Linked DNA regions of Oryza sativa: region 2 is linked to region 1. A link is a contact called in public ChIA-PET data. All regions are on one chromosome and are shown on one strand. Each heading gives the region's core, a stretch centred on a gene start, on an enhancer-like site or on the middle of the called end of the contact. The rest is flanking DNA. Distances are from core to core; before and after follow the strand shown.

Region 1 (2,995 bases), core at 458-2,957:
GTACAAAAAAATGAGAAAACTGTACCTGAATTCCATCGGGTAAATTCATAGAAGAAAGCATCAAAACAGCATCTTGGCTAAAATTTATCTCCAACCTCCAGCGTTTAGGTGCAATCTTGAGAAACAAAAATCACGACAGTAGGTTATTTATCTTTTTTAATAGATTTGCATAACATGGATGTTGAACTGACATAATAATAAAGATAGCAGTAGCTGATTTTGTGAAGATGTGACTATAATATTAAACCAGATTTACCAAAACTACCTTACTCCAATTTATGCATATATTATCAGGACTGTCAAAATACTAAGAAATTCTAGCAACTTTTAACTAAATAATCATATCCAGCAAAATGAAGTTTTTATCCCTAAAATGATATTCATGGACCAAAATCAGTAAGAAGAATGTCCAAAGGGTGCCATAAAGCATAATTGTCAGTACCTCAATAACACGGCCAACTATGATATCACCAACCTCCGGCTTATACCTAAAAAGGTCAGAGAGAAAATGGACTAAGAATTGACACGCTCATTCAGATGAAGCTCCCCTCGCTTCCTCTCCACCAACAGAAATCACACGAGCAATTCTTACATTCAGATTGTCCAGACATTCAAAACCAGAAACCAAATAGTTTTAAATAAAAGTAGCTAGGACATTGTATTTTGGTAGCAGAACTCATTACGAACTTGTAAAGTAATTCAAAGTATGTCTCTTCCATGGTAGCAAACTTTTAATGAATTCATAAAGAAGTTGTAATGGTCTGTACCAATCATTTCCACAGCCAAAATATATCAAATCTATGGTTTGATTTGGTGCAAATTACAGGCTCAGAACAAATCCAGCTGCAGCACAGTATATCACAAGTTGTTACCACTGCCTGAGTGCTTCGAAATTGAATCCATAATCCCCATTCTACATATACTCCATCAGTCCATCAACATCCACCCCACAAAATCTACTACTGGACTCGGTACAATAACATAAACCCCGCTCTCATCTCGGAAGCTAGTCCTATAACAAAACGCCCAGGGAAAATACCATTGTTCTGCCAGAGTTATCCAATAAAGGAGCACGCAAATGAACCGCTTTTCAAGGTTCATAAGAAACGGGTAAAACCGCTGGAAAATTGATTCTATGATACGTCAGTGAATCCGAGGAAGGTTAGAGCTTGAGTACCTCGCCCTAAGCGTCCGCACGTACACCAGCTTGTTGACCCGCTCCACCACGCCGCACAGCGTCGCCACCACCTCCCCGTCCTGATCCGACGTCCCATGCCCCCTGCGCGCAGAGAGAGAGAGGAAAACGAGAAACCCCCCATCAGTCCAGCCGTACTGCCGCCACACACGAAAGCTAATACGAGATTGGGAGGGGGGGGGGGGAGAGACAAGGGGGGAAGTGCCTAGCTCTCACTTGAGAATGTTGTCCTCGTCGTTGACGGGGATGGTGTCCGCGACGGTGACGGCGGCGGCGGGGGCGACGGTCTGGAGCTCGTGGAGCGCGGCCTCGAGGCGCACCCTCTGGGTCTGGTTCAGCGAGAGCTGGAGGTCCCTCATGGCGGGCGGCCTCGCGAGCACGCAGGTAGGCGCGGAGGAAGCGGGAGGAGTAGGGTAGAGTAGAGGGTGGCGCGGCGGAAGGGAAGCGGATCGGCAAAAACCCTAGTAAAACCTGCCCAAATCCGGCGCGGGTTCGGCCGGTCTCGAGGAACACGGAGGCGCAGCGCAGCCGCCGCCACGGCAATGCAAGCCTACAGCCTACAATGGGCCGGAAGCCCAGAAAAGGATCGCGATGCTCGCGATGTTGGTTGACATGGGCTTTTTGGGCCGATGTTTAACAGTGCTTGACATCATGGGCCTTTTCACTCACTGGATGTGTTTTATGAACGAACTCGGAACTTCTATTCAGATTCAGAAAAGAGAAATCACATTAACAGACACTTAAATATACAAATTAACCAAATTATTATTATCATATCTTACACACGTTGTTAGTAACCATTTCTTAACACGGTATGCATGTTTTACTTTGGAATATGGGATGCGCAAGATATTTTCGTTCTGTTTTTATTCTTTTTCTTTTTAGCTGCAGATATAGCTAAGAGAATTTGTATGCTCTGCTTGGGCTGTGTTTTTCAACTCTTATCAAGTTGTTTCCGTTTCATATGGAAATGAAATGGACGTCTCTTTTCTCCGAGAGTAACAGGCGAAGCATTCCCGTCCATAAGTTCATCCGAAAATTCCTTAGGAAGAGCTTATTTGTGGACGAGCATGGTTTGTGTCTTGTAGCTGGGAAGGTGACCTTTTCCAAAACAGTATACGTACCTCATCCTGTCCATGTCCTGAAGTTAAGACCTTGTTTAGATAGGAATTAAAACTTTTAGTGCCTATCACATCGGATGTTTGGATGCTAATTATAAATATTAAACGTAGACTATTAATAAAATCCATTCTATAACTCTAGACTAATTTACGACACGAATCTATTAAGCCTAATTAATCTATGATTAGCATATGTGATGCTACAGTAAACATGTGCTAATTATGAATTAATTAGTCTTAAAAAATTTGTCACGCGAATTAGTTCTCATTTATGTAATTAGCTTTATAAGTAGTATATGTTTAATACTCCAAATTGATCCGATATGATAGGGACTAAAGTTGTCCCTGATCCAAATACCACTTAACCTGCTTTAACTCTAGTGAACTGTGGCCGCTTCTGCTAGATCCCCTGTATACATCGCATCACTTCGCGACCTCTGAATGTGATACTCAATAATTCGTCCACAGGGATCAGTAGTAGTGATTGGATGGATCCCCTGTGCCGTGTTCGTCGTGGCTCTCAGCTCTTGAATGAATCAGACAAAAGATGTGGTGAAATATTGTACTGGTACATCATTAGAAGGCTCACCGTTCCAATCAGTGGGTAGAACTGTGTGCACGGTTGCATCAATCTTCTTTTCGTGCCAACCCGGGACCTGGACAGCATGAGTGACCCCGT
Region 2 (3,369 bases), core at 521-3,020, 34 kb after region 1:
GCAGCTTCAGCAGCAGCATGGGTGAAGCGATAGGGTCCTACATGGCCCTACATGATCTTATCCAGCTACAACGTTGTGAAAACAACGCCTTGCCATATGCCATGCATATTATCGGCTATCCATGTATAGCCGTGTTAACAAATAAATACTAATAGATCAATTATTGATGCTCTTCGGTTTGTGGAGACTCGCAGCCTCATATGTCACCTAATCTGTTTTAGCATCAACTTTAATTCTGATATGGGACCCTACAAAAGTCCGAACGTAGTGAATGAGTATATGTATTTCCAGGATTTTCCTTATATAATCACTGATATGATACATATCAGTATCTGCTAACTGTTCAGTAGGGTCGGCTTGCCGCTGCATCATTGGCAATGATGTTGCTAGCTAGTGTTGCACTATACTTAGGTGTCCCGCTCATCCAAAAGAACAATTCATCATTTTAGCTATTGCAGGAGAGGCAGTCGTTCATTTTCCATTTACACTCCTGTTGAATGACATCAATATATATACTATATGCATACAAAATTACTGGAAAAATGTGTGGTGTGACGGTATGAAAGATATTTTTTCTTTTCTCGAATTCTATAAATAAAATACTACTACTATAAGAATAAGTACCAGAGACTGGCAGTATGCATGCATGTCAACACAAGATTCTTTCTGAATTTCTTCGCTCTCTGCAATTTCGCACAAAACGGCATGTACAATTCTGCATACTACATACTACAGTGGTATAATACATACACTGTGCAGTAATGTGGAATTTCCCATACTCGAAGGGTAGAAAAAAAATACAGGATCGATCAGCTGATCAACCAACTCCAACCATCTCCAGGTGCCCTCAAAATTGTCACACCTTGATTGAACAAACCACCCACTCTTCCTGTCCTCTCTTGCATCTAGCCTTCTAGGACTAGGAATACTACCCAATTTCTTATCTTGTCCATGGCGAAAGAAAAAGAAATAAGAACAAAAGAGAATAAAGTAATTAGTACTACTAAGTACTCATTTTAAACCTACTGCACGTCTGCGCGGCGAGGCCAACCACCGGGAGTGATCAGCTAGCTCGCCGGTCAGTCCTCGAAGCCGGTCTTCTTCCAGACCGCGTCCCGGACCCGGCTGAGGTCGCGCCCCTTGAGCGTCCTCCCGATCCCCTCGTGCACCGACAGCGACGCCGCGCGGCCGCGCCACGCCAGCTCGTGCGGCGGTATCACCACGCCGCCGACGCCGGCCACCTTGCCGTACTCGTAGTCGTCGTCGCCGTCGCCCTGGAGCTCCCACTCCGCAGCAGCGGCCTGGTGATCCCTGTACTCGACCCCAAGAATCTTCTGCCAGTCCGGTATGTTCACCGGCAGCGAGCCGGCGGCCCGATCCAGCGGGGCCTTCCGGCCGGCGCGGGCGGACGGGATCGCGCGGCCCCGGGCGCCTAGCTCGGCGGGGCTGGACTCCACGCCGGCCGCGCCGTACGAGCCCCACACGTCCGACTCGTCGAACTCGTCCGCCCCGGGGCTTCCGGGGCACCTCGCCGCTGCGCCCCTGGACGGCGCGAACATCCGGTAGGCGTGCTTCGCTGCCGCCGACCTCGCGCTCCCAGCCATACGCCGCCGCCGCCGCCCGATCGATCGGTCTACGCTGCAGGGTAATATATAGGAGTAATTTGCTCCGCTTTACCGTGACGCCGCTCGCAACCACCGATCTTTACAGGAGGGGAGAGCGCGAGAATGTCGTGAGGAGAGTAATGGGTTTGGAGTTTGTGTGTGGCCTTGGACGTTTGGTTGTCCACGTTGGATTTTATAGGAGCGAGAGGTGAAGAACGGGAATACTGCGCCTCCGCGAGGTGAAGACTGAAGAGTGACGAGAGATAGCAGAAGCGGATAAGACTGTTTTTTGGAATGACGCTTCTGCCCTCCGGTGGTTCACGCTGCCACGGCTTCGTAGGCTTACAGCTATGCACCGGGGCACACCGTGGGCGCTTGTGTGGCCATGGGACACGTCGGTCTTGTACACGCTTGAACCGTGGCGAGTAAACATATTTTCCACCGGTGACGTGCCCGCGTCGAGACAAAATCGTACTACGACTACGAGTACGACCAGCTTCACGCTGGAAATGGACCATTTCACAGGGAGTAATAATTGGCCAAGGGCATTGGCGAGATTTCGCCAAGAGGAAAGGACCCAGGGACGCCGTCCTGAAATTTTCACAACTTGACCCTTTGCAAAAACCATTTTTACAAATGAACCACCGCCAAAACTTATTTCAAAATTGACTTTTCGTTGTCAGCGCCAAATCACCTGGCGCTGAATTTAGACACCTCAGCGCCATGTCAACTGGCGCTGAATGCCGTACCACCGTGGATGGGAGACTAAGTCAGCGTACCAACGTATATTTAGTGCCACGCTATTTGGCGCTGAGGTGTCTAAGTTCAGCGCCACACGATTTGGCGCTGAACAAAAGGGTTGTTTTTAAAATAAGTTTTAGCTGCGGTTTATTTGTAAAAATAGTTTTTGCAAAGGTCAAATTGTGAAAATTTTTGGACGCCGTCGCTGCACACACGATGGCAAACATGGCCCCCTCGGCTGGGTCGACGGGTCCGCGAAGGCGACACGTGGTCTCGCGCTTGGCTGTCTCCCCACGTTCGCTGCCGGTGGCCCCGTGCCCCCTCGTGGGCGCGTGAATTGCAGCTTACTGGCGAAGGGGCCCAACCGTGGGCCCGGCTGTTGGCTGGTAGAGGAGACTGGGCCGGTGGCCGGTTGAAACTTGAACGCAATGCAAATAGTGCAGTTCGAGTACTGCGGTAGTGTCCGGGTCAGGTACGGCACAGATTGATATACTACCGGACTACCGGACCGTAGTGCAGTTAACACCGGTCACAGCTTGACCGGGATGATCAGAAAATATTAGAGCCACAGGCAAAAGGTCGTTGGAACAAATCAATCTTATCCAACTGAGCTGTATAACTTCTCTTCAAGGCATGAATGCATAAGGGATGGGATCACAATGGTGTGTTGTTAATCGTCTTGCGTATCACCTAGAAACAACACTATCGTCTAACGAGTTGTTTCTACATTATTACAGCATATAAAAAGAGCCACCCTACAAACTGTGAGCGAAGAGATAATAGATACCACCTCCGTTTCAAACTATAACAGTACTTATTTTGTTTCGTCATGATAATGTTTTGAACAACAATTATTTTATTAAAATGTGATTTTTGACACAAATTAATTTTTATTATATTTATATTCAAAAGTAATTACTTTTGCCACAAAATTATATTCTAATGAAATAATGATTGATCAGAGTCTTGTCCCGATGAAACAAAATATACCTTATATTTTGAGATAGATGGAGTAGTAGTACAA

Evidence for each region. ChIA-PET counts read pairs in DNA pulled down with a chosen protein or histone mark.
Region 2: an H3K9ac ChIA-PET map of seedling shows a contact between it and region 1, with 4 times the contacts expected there. The contact joins the promoter of LOC4336422 here to the promoter of LOC4336421 in region 1. A contact is called at or near these places in 3 of 4 datasets of contacts at active chromatin or transcription factors (leaf and seedling).

Annotation. Positions count from the first base shown.
Region 1 is chr4:26,542,337-26,545,331 of ASM3414082v1, forward strand. LOC4336421 (exosome complex component RRP4 homolog) reads right to left here and starts at 1,708. Exons shown (of 7, transcript XM_015778195.3): 1 at 1,412-1,708; 2 at 1,178-1,279; 3 at 443-488; 4 at 26-115. The coding sequence starts at 1,554.
Region 2 is chr4:26,576,676-26,580,044 of ASM3414082v1, forward strand. LOC4336422 (protein S40-4) reads right to left here and starts at 1,771. Exons shown (of 1, transcript XM_015778669.3): 1 at 650-1,771. The coding sequence starts at 1,604. The coding sequence ends at 1,080.